2 separate regions of the Pan troglodytes genome follow, and region 2 is linked to region 1. Evidence: chromatin contacts called from public HiChIP or PLAC-seq data. All regions are on one chromosome and are shown on one strand. The core of a region is the stretch at or near the end of the contact, and the rest is flanking DNA. Distances in the headings are between cores, read along the strand shown. Region 1 holds the start of CAMK2N1 (calcium/calmodulin dependent protein kinase II inhibitor 1). Region 2 has its middle 85 kb from the start of VWA5B1.

What was found. HiChIP or PLAC-seq counts read pairs in DNA pulled down with a chosen protein or histone mark.
Region 2: a contact with region 1 is called in an H3K4me3 HiChIP or PLAC-seq map of stem cell-derived excitatory neurons, with 16 times the contacts expected there. The contact joins the enhancer-like site here to the promoter of CAMK2N1 in region 1. A contact is called at or near these places in 5 of 7 Hi-C or Micro-C datasets (blood, induced pluripotent stem cells, a lymphoblastoid cell line and 1 more), 1 of 1 datasets of contacts at active chromatin or transcription factors (stem cell-derived excitatory neurons) and 1 of 1 other capture datasets (stem cell-derived neural stem cells).

What each region holds. Positions count from the first base shown.
Region 1 is chr1:210,712,702-210,717,154 of NHGRI_mPanTro3-v2.0_pri, forward strand. CAMK2N1 (calcium/calmodulin dependent protein kinase II inhibitor 1) reads left to right here and starts at 2,561. Exons shown (of 2, transcript XM_001160942.7): 1 at 2,561-3,612. The coding sequence starts at 3,447.
Region 2 is chr1:210,830,622-210,835,389 of NHGRI_mPanTro3-v2.0_pri, forward strand. No RefSeq gene overlaps it. Among named protein-coding and RNA genes, the nearest start is that of VWA5B1, 85 kb to the right of the region's middle. Within about 2 kb of position 2,865, at least 9 of the 24 cell types and tissues checked have an H3K27ac peak or open chromatin away from gene starts, as enhancers often do. A contact at or near this core is called in stem cell-derived excitatory neurons, where this site is marked.

The sequences.
Region 1 (4,453 bases), core at 1,311-3,810:
CCATACTGATTAGCAATTGCCCTTGCAGAACTTCTGCGTGACCCGGGGGACATCACCCCACCTTCAGGCACCTTGTCTGTGAAATGGGCCTGACAGTCCCAGTCCCCTCCACTTCCGAAGCTTAGCGATTAATGAGCGAATAGTCATGGAGATGCTTTTCAAGCTGTCAAGCACCACGTGCTGGGAGGCGCGTGTGTTTCCTGAAGGTGGTAGGTACTGAGTTGGGAACATGGGATGCTGTCACCTTTAACCTTATTTGGAACAAGGCAAGGTAAACATAAAAACAGATGGGGTGGAAATTGGACTTCTATTCTTGCTCTCACTTGCTGTGTGTGCAGGGATTCGTCAGCCCTCGCTGGGTCTTTCTGCTTACCTTCTGTGCAGTGCTCAGCGTGTAAATTGTCGTAGGTGCTCAGCGTGTAAATTGCTTTGTGCCTCTCAGCAGCAAGGAAGGAGCCAGGCGGATGTGAGATGAATGGGGTGGTCCCAGCCCTGTATGCTGTCACCATTGCAGGGAGTCCTCTACGGAATCAGGGCTGGCCACAGTGGCTTCTCCTGGCTCTATCACTAGGCTGTGATCTTGGGCAAGTCACTTACCCTCTTTCTGCTACATCAGTTAAACAGGGATGCAACGTCTCCTCTTTCTACCTCAAAAGGTATTTATTTTGAGAAGCAAGGTCAACAATAGATGTGAAAATGCGTTGGGGGAAAATAAGAAAGGAGACAAATGTCAGCGCTTCTTGGAACTTTATCATCCTGCTTGTTACGCTCTTGTTTTCTCTCTTAGCACTTGGCCTTGGCGCTAACCTCAAAGCAGGCACTCGGGAAAGTCCTAATGAGTGAGCCAGGTGGCTTGTGGAGAGGAACAAGGTCAGTCCGGGGACCTGAGGCTTCTGCCATCGACAAGCTGTGGGATTTGGGGCTAGCCCCTGGTCCTCTGGACTTCTGTTTCCCCATATGGAAATGAGGGATAGGCCCAGCTCATCTCTAAGGATTCTCCCAGCTCATGTGGTCCTGAAATGGAAACAAATGAAGTGCTACCGTTCTTTCTCACTCATTAAGTCATCTCTCAAATGTCTATTGCACATCCACTCTCAGCCAGGCATCAGAGCCTGATTTTATTTTTGTTTTCATAACTGTCCTGCAGGGTACACAGGTAGTGGCTAGCCATATACCCATTTGACAGCTGAGACCATGGAAGCTCAGAGAGGAGAGATGACCCACCCAGGGTCACACAGTCAGCAAACCACGGGGTTGGGATTCAAACCCAGACCTAAATCCAAGGGACATGCTTATTCCACCTGCCACATTGCTTCAGTCTCCCTTTTCTCTGCTCCCTTCCTCCTCCCCCCATGGAATCTGGCTTCCCGAGGCCAGCCAATCCTTTTACACCGTTTGGAGAGGGGGCTGGACTGACTCCCCCCTCCACCAGATGTTATACCAGGAAAAAACCTTCCCCTTCTGCCTCCAGCTCCCACCCGCCAGAGTTCTAGATAGGAGGGGAGAGCTCCTTTCACTGTTGATGGGACCCCTTGCAGGGCAGCAGGATGAGCCAGGTGAGACTCACCTGGGCCACCTGGATGTGTTTCCTAGCCCTGCCTCCAGCAGCTGGCATGACCTTGGGGTGGTTGCCCCTCCCTGTGGTCAGGCCGGCTCTACTAAGCAAAGACGGTCTCCAGCGGAGGGCAGGTGCTGTTGGCTCCGGCGAGGATAATGAGCGCTCCTCATGCACCTTGCCCCCTCGGAGTTACCATCTGCTTGGCAGATGCGCCTCCCAGGCCTCTGGGGCTGCCCCAGTCTCCCTCCCGGCATCGAGGAGCCCGCTCCTCATCTCAGAGGCCATAGTCTCTCCACAGGGCGCACGGCTGTTGCTGGAAGGGAGGCCCCCGAGGGCAGAGGGCGGCAGACCCGGGACGTCCCCAGCGGAGGCAGCGGACGCCGGGAGCCAGGCATCCCGGGCGAGCCCGGCGTAATGAGGCGCTCCCTTCTCCTGCGGGAGGCGGGGCTGCCCCTTCCCTCTCCCCCTCCCCCTCCTGGAGGCCCTGCGGGAGCCGGAGTCCAGCGCAGTTGGGCGGGGGCGGGGGGGAGTGAGGCCTTCCAGGTCGGACTGAGCCGGGGCGGGAGGAGAGTGTGAGGCCCCAGTGGCTGGGCCCTCAGGGTCTGAATTGGGGAGCAAGTGTGGTGGGGAGGAAGGGCTCCCCGGTTTGCAGATGGCGGGGGAGGCTGTGTCCGCGGGTCGCCCTGGAGCCCTCCGATCTTTGCCCCGCAGCATCTGCCCCCCAGAGAGGTCAGCATGCTTCCGCCCTTCCCCGCGTGTGCGTCGTCTGTCCGCTCCCTCTCCAGCTCCCGGAACCCCCACTCCCCCCGAGGTCCCCTCGGGAGGCAGAGCCGGCTGCGGGGCGGGCGCGCACCAGCTCCGGGCCCCGTAAACACCCGTGAGCGGGACGGCGGGGGCTGGGGGCGGGGGCAGGAAGCTAGCGGCGGCCCGGGCCGGCCGGCGCGGCCCCGTGACGTCGCTCCGCTCGCAGGGATCTCTCCCCGAGGCCCGCGGGTCCCCTCCTCCCCGCCTCCTCCCGCCCTCCTCCCCGCGCCTCGCCTCGGCGCCGCGGCCGGCATTTCTCCTCGCAGCTCGCTGCCTCCTCTATCCCTGCCTCCCTCTCCCCCCTCTGTCTTTCTCCCTTCCTTCCCTCTCCGACCCTCTTCCTCTCCCTCCCGATCCTTTCCCTCCTCCTCTCATCTTTCCCCTGTCTCTCCGTTCTAGCTCGTCCCCCCCCCCCACCTTTTCTTCTTTCTCCTCCTCTCCTTCCTCTCCCCCTCTCCTCTGTCTCCTTCCACCGTCTCCCCTGCCTCCCTGTCTTTCAGTCCCTGTTTTTCAGCCCCGTCTCCCTCTCGGTTTCTCTCCCCCACCCTCCCTCCGGGTTTCCTCCCCGGTGCCCTCCCTCCTCTCTCCCTCCCCTCCCCCTCCGCCCCTCGCAGCCCCGCCGCTCGCAGCTCCCAGTCTGCCTCCCCGAACCGGCGCCGCCGCCCGCACTCGCCGCAGGACCGGCCCGCCCGGCTCCCGGGGTGCGCCCTCCTCGGTCCCGCGCCCTCCGGGCTCGCAGGGACGTCTCCTCCCTCCCGGCTCGCGGCCCCGCCCGGCCCGGCCCCCGCCCAGAGCCCCAGCGCGCCGAGGATGTGAGTCCTGCTCGCCTCTGGCGGAGCAGCAGCCACTCGCGCGCGGAGCCGGAGCGCAGCGCAGCGCAGCCGCGGGCGCTCTCCGGGCCGCTCGCGCGAGTGCTGCGCTCTTGCCCTAGCGGCGTCCCCCGGCCTCTCGCCGGCGCCACCGCCGCAGCAGCCCGCGGGCCGTCCCCGGCCGGCCGCCCCCGGCCCCAGCGCCGCTGACCCTGTCCGCCGCGGGCGGGGACGCGGGCGGAGGAGGCGCCGCGGCGGAGCCCCCGGACGCGACCATGTCGGAGGTGCTGCCCTACGGCGACGAGAAGCTGAGCCCCTACGGCGACGGCGGCGACGTGGGCCAGATCTTCTCCTGCCGCCTGCAGGACACCAACAACTTCTTCGGCGCCGGGCAGAACAAGCGGCCGCCCAAGCTGGGCCAGATCGGCCGGAGCAAGCGGGGTGAGTTCGCGGCCCCCTTGTCTGACACCCCCTTTTTCCCGCGCCGCGGCCTGAACAAGGGTTGCGGAGGTCTCCCACCCGCTGGAGCTCGTTCAGACCCGACGGAATCCCTTCTTGCAGAATTGGGGGATCCCGCACTGCGGGTCCGGCTGAAGCGGGTCGCAGGAACGCGTCCCCCTAAGCCGGATCCCCGGCTGGGTCACCCCGGGGGCGTGGCGGCTTCTAGCAGCAGCTGGGGGTCTCCACCTGCGGCAAAGTTTGCTTTTTGATTTGCGCCCCCCACCCCCGCCTTTTGCGCAGTGTAGTCACAGCTGCACTCGCTCCACAACCCTGTGGGGAGGGGGTCCCAGGGACCCCCAGGGGACGGCGTGGGGACCTGCGTGGGGAGGATCCCATTCCTGCGGGGAAGGCTAGGGTGTTCGGGTCGCACGGGCTTTTCATTGTTACTTGGCTTGGGAGGGGGTTTGCCAGGCCTGGGCGATCGGCGCGAGAGCTGGAAAAGCCCCAGAGAGGCGGAGACGCAGAGAGGCTCTGAGAGGAGCTCCAGAGACGCGGGGACAATGAGGGGGACCGACGGCTGCAGAGAGAGACTGAGACGCAGGGATGGAGGGGAGGGGGTACGCGGGAGACCGAGGGTGGCAGAGACCGAGACAAAGCTCCCGAGAGGGGAGCTGAAGCGGGAGAGACAGAGCCGAGGACGCGCGTATGGGGAGGACGCAGAAGCCGCCGAAACAATAAGGGCGACCGACACCTTAGACAGGGAGAGACAGAGACCTCGATCGGCGGCCGGCCGTCGCGCCGAGGGACTGGTGGAGGGACTGAGAAAGGCGAGGCTAAGTCG
Region 2 (4,768 bases), core at 1,615-4,114, 120 kb after region 1:
CTTTAGAAAAGCATTTACATTTTATTGTGATATTCTTCGAGTCCTGCAAACTTCCACTCCTCTAGTGGAGTAGAAATTGAGTTCTAACAATGAAGTTGAAGGCAGATGTTTGAGGTCATGGGAGGGCAGGGTTGTATGTCCAGATCAGAGTGTTGATCGCTGCTCTTTCTCAGGCCTCTTCCAGAGGTAACTCTAAAGGGCAGCACAGTGAGAAAGAAAGGGAACCATTCCAGGGTTGGAAAAGGTCCCTGAGTTTCCCCCAGCCTCTAGCATGGGGGCCCTTGGCCAGCATGGGCCTGGGGCTGCTTGGGTCTTAGGGTTGGCCTGAGGGAGCAAAGCTGGGGTGCCCCTGCCCCCTTTGCACAGACAGGAAGATGGAGGCCCAAAGGGGTCAAGCGACTTTGCCCAAGGCCATAAGGTTAGTTGGCAGCAGGATCAGGGCACCCTTTTCATTGCACCACAAGGCCTCCTTGGCAGGGTGCAACGTGTCCAGCCACTGGCTTCTGTCTAAAGAAAGAAAGATTCAAGAAGACACGGATTCATTTCTGGAAAAGTGGATTGGATTGGTTCTGTGGGGCCCCCAAGGAGTAACAGTATAGCTAAAGAGTTAGGAACATGGATTTCAGCATCACACAGACTGCAATGTGAGTTTTGACTCTGCTATCCTCCACTGTTGTGACCTTGGGCCCCAAGAGCCTCGGTTTCTTCGCTGTGCAGTGGCACTAATGAGAAACACTACATCGGTGTTGTGGTGAGTCAATAAGACAATCCATGGTGATACCTACAAGGATACACTTTGCTTCTTTTATGAATAATACTTTAGGTCTGTGTTTATTCACATGCTAAGATGTTAGTAAGAAAGTGAAGAGGTTATGCTATTGTCAGGAATAGCAATAGCCTAAATTGTATGCAAAATTGTATACCCAGGCTTCCAATGATGCAAGGAGCTGCCTGCGCAACAGTGAGCTCCTCATCACTGGAGGTGAGCAAGCCCCTGGTGGGGGTGAGGCAGGGAGGACTCGGGCATCTGCCAGAGAAATGGCCCAGCACCCCGATGCCCATAATGCCCACTCTCCCCCTTCTCAATTATCTGGCTCCCGCTCACTGGGGGCCCCTGTTTTCCAAAGCAGCAAGCAGCCTGCGTGGTAATTACTTTTGGACTTATTAAGCATAATTATCCCCTAATCGCATACAACCAGTAATTATTGTGGCTGTTACCAGGGGCCTACCCATGCAGGGCCGCCCTCAGCACTGGCGTCCAACACCCAGCTGGGGCCTAAGGTGGAGCTGGTGCTCCCTGCCATGGGTTTGGGGGTGGGGGTGTTGGCTGGGGTAGGGCTGCTGCATCTGAGATCCCCAACCTGGTGCCCCTTCAGCCTGGGCACCAACTGGTGAAGGAGTCACTCACAAATGCCAGCCCTGGGGCCACCCCAAGCTCCAAGCAGGCAGGGTCCTTCCAAGTACTCCCTTTCCCGTGATGCTTGCCCAGGCTGCCCTGCCTTTGCCCAAACCATTCCCTCCTTCCGGGCTCTCTTTCCTCCTTTCCCCCTTCCTTCCCTCCAGCCTCCTATCCACCCTCTTTCTTCTTTCAAATATTTACTGAATCTCTTTTATGTTCCTGGCACTATTTCTAGTATGGGGGATACAACAGTGAAGGGAAAAAATTGCAAAAATCCGTGCTTTCATGGAGCTTACTGTCTATTTGGGAGAGAGAGAGAATGAACAAAATCAGTAAGTGATGTAGGGTATTAGAAAGGGTTGAGTTCTATGAAGGAATAGAAAGCGGAATGTCAAGGAGGAGGTTTTCTTGGGCGGGAGGAGAAATTCAGTTTTAATAGGATGGCCAAAGGGAGAATGGGACATTTGAACAAAGACTTGGAAGGAGATGGGCTAAACTAGATGACATCTGGGGAATGTTCCAGGAAGAGGGGCCAGCCGGGGCCAAAACCCGAAGGTGGGAGCAGGTCTGGTGCATTTGAGGAGCAGGGAGGGTGTCCTGGTGGCTGGATCAGAGAAGCGAGGGGGAGAGGGGTGGGTGAGGAGGTCGGAGCTGCCAGGACGGGGTGGAGGGCAAATGGTAGAGCCTGGTGGGGCAGTTTAAAAACTTTGGCTTTTCCTCTGAAGCAAAGTTTTGAGCAGAGAGGTGAACACTTTCTTTCCTTCCTTCCTTCCTTCTTTCTTTCTTTTCTCTCTCTCTCTTTCTTTCTCTTTCTCTCTCTCTCTTTCTTTCTTTCCTTTTTTTTTTTTTTTTTTTTTTTTGAATTAGAGTCGTGCTCTGTCTCCCAGGCTGGAGTGCAGTGGTGGGATCTCGGCTCACTGCAACCTCCGCCTTCTGGGTTCAAGCGATTCTCCTGCCTTGGCCGGACACGGTGGCTCACGCCTGTTATCCCAGGACTTTGAGAGGCTGAGGCAGTCAGATCACGAGGTCAGGAGATCGAGATCATCCTGGCTAACATGGTGAAACCTTGTCTCTACTAAAAACACAGAAAATTAGCCGGGCGTGGTGGCACGTGCCTATAGTCCCAGCCACTCCGGTGACTTGTACTTTTATAGCCTCCACTCTGTCCACAGTGATGGTGAGGGTTAAGGGGGGCAGGAGCCCAGGGAGGAGGAGCTGTGGCTGCAGTCCCAGTGAGAGAGGGGGGAGGCTTGGGCTAAGCGGCAGCGCGGAGCAGGTGGCAGTGGGAGGAATCTGGAAACATGTTCGAGGTGGACATGGCAGGACTCTCTGAGGGGCTACATATGAGGTGTCAGAGAGAGGTGTCAAGAATGGCACGAAGGTTTTTGGCCTCCACAAGTGGAAAGCTAGAGCTGTTTCCTGAACTGGGGCACAGCATGGGTGAAACAGGTTCTAGAGGGGAGGGCAGGCGTTCAGTGTCCGGCCAGTTGAGGTCCAACGTCCAAGGGAGCTGTCAGCCTGTGGGTCAGAGGAGACGGATCTGGCTGGAGGTCTGCAGGTGGGAGCCCCTGACAGGCGGATGACTGGGAAGCACCTAGGCGGGCTGTGCTCATCGAGTGAATGAATGAGGCTAGGAGCCAGGAGATTCAAGGTCTGAGCCCTGCGCCTCCAGCGGTGGGATTGGGGAGATGTAGGGAGACCAGCAAAGGAGACTGGGAAGGGGCAGTCAGAGAGGCAGAGGAGGAGAGCCCGGCCAAGGAAAAGAAGCCTGGCCAGGAGCAGGGAGGAATCTCCCAGAGCCTTAGGGGACCAAATTCCGCCTCTTCCACTTCCCTGCTGCATCCTCACACCCTCCATCCTCACACCCTCCATCTCTCTCTCTCTTCCCCCTCCCCTCTCCCTATTCCTTTCTGTGGCTTTCTCTGTCTCCCTGGGGCTCCTTCCCCGGGCCTCTCCCTCCACCCCTGCCTGCCCGGCCCCTGGCAGCGGGTCGCAGGCCGCCGGGGCGCGGGGATCTCGGGCCCCCGCCTGCACGTGCCAATCCCGAGAGGCGGCGGTGTCTCGCCACCAGCTCGCGGGCCCCGTGCCGCGCCTCCTGCCCGCGTAATGCGCTCTAATATTTATTTACATGACTTTCAGACTATTATTTATTAAGGTATCGCTGCCAAGTGTGCGCAGGCTAATTGCTCTTAATGTGCCCCCTCCCGGTTCCCACTGCGACGCCTTCATGGAGACAGAGCCAGCGACGCTCGGAGCGGGGAAACCGAGGACCGAGCGCGCGGAGGCTGCCGGGAGGGCGGGGGACCCAGCGGGGTCGCGGCGCGGCGACCGCGGGGCGTGCGCGGTCGGGGCGCGGAGGGTGCTCGGAGCGCACTTGGGATGCTGGGACGCGGGGAACTCGGAGTGGGGGTCGCGGAGCTGCAGCGCGAGAGGCAGAACCTGGGGTGCATTTGCTGACTTGGCGTGGGGCGGGAGACCCCGAGCGCGAGGGGCGGTGCTGGGAGCCCAGGCGGGGTCTTGGCGCCAAGTTGGGGACCTTGGGACCAAGGGAAGATGCGGGGAGCCCAGGCGGCATCTTCGCCAAAGTTGGGGACCTCGGGACCTAAGGCTGGTGCGGAAAGCGTGGGCAGGGTCTTGGCAGAAGGTGGGGGACCAGGAATGCGAGGCCCGTCGGGAGTGGGGACCGACGGGCGGCGCTTGGGTCTAGTGCGGGCTCGTGTTGCCGCCGGCTGCCTGACCGACGGCCGCGGGGCCCGAGGAGGGGGCCGTCGCCTCTCCCAACCCCACCCGCGTAGGCGGCGGCCTCGCCTCGCCTGGATCTTCCGACGTCAGCAGCCGCAGCCAGAGCCGGAGGGAGCGGTTTAATTGGCAGGATTGTGGGTTAAGGACAGCTGCGGCTTTGCGGGGTTTGGAGGAGCGCGCGCGCAGGGGTTGGGGAGGGTGCTCGTTGGAGGAAGGAGGGGTGAGGGGAGGGGGAAAACAGACTGAGAGACCCTGGAGGAGCGTGGAGAGATGGGACAAAGCCAGGGGTGGGCGACCTATTGGGACAGAGAAGCAGATGAAGAGGGACATAAAATATAGCCCAGCAAAGCCAGAAGCCAGCTGGAGGCTGGAAAGACCCAGAAGGGAGCGGGATCCTGCCACGCTGGCTTCTGCCTCCTGCCTGGTGGAGGCCCTCACCCCTCACCCCTGTTGCCGGGACCACCCATGCCCCGTGCATTAGCACTGCCCCACTCTAGGCAGCCGTTGTGATTAGGAGAGCGGCTAACTTGAGAACACTGATTCGTTTAATTTTATTACTGGTACTGTGGGTACTGTCTGCCAACTCCTAGGCCTTGCTGGTGTCACCCTGAAAGTTCTCTGGGCTGG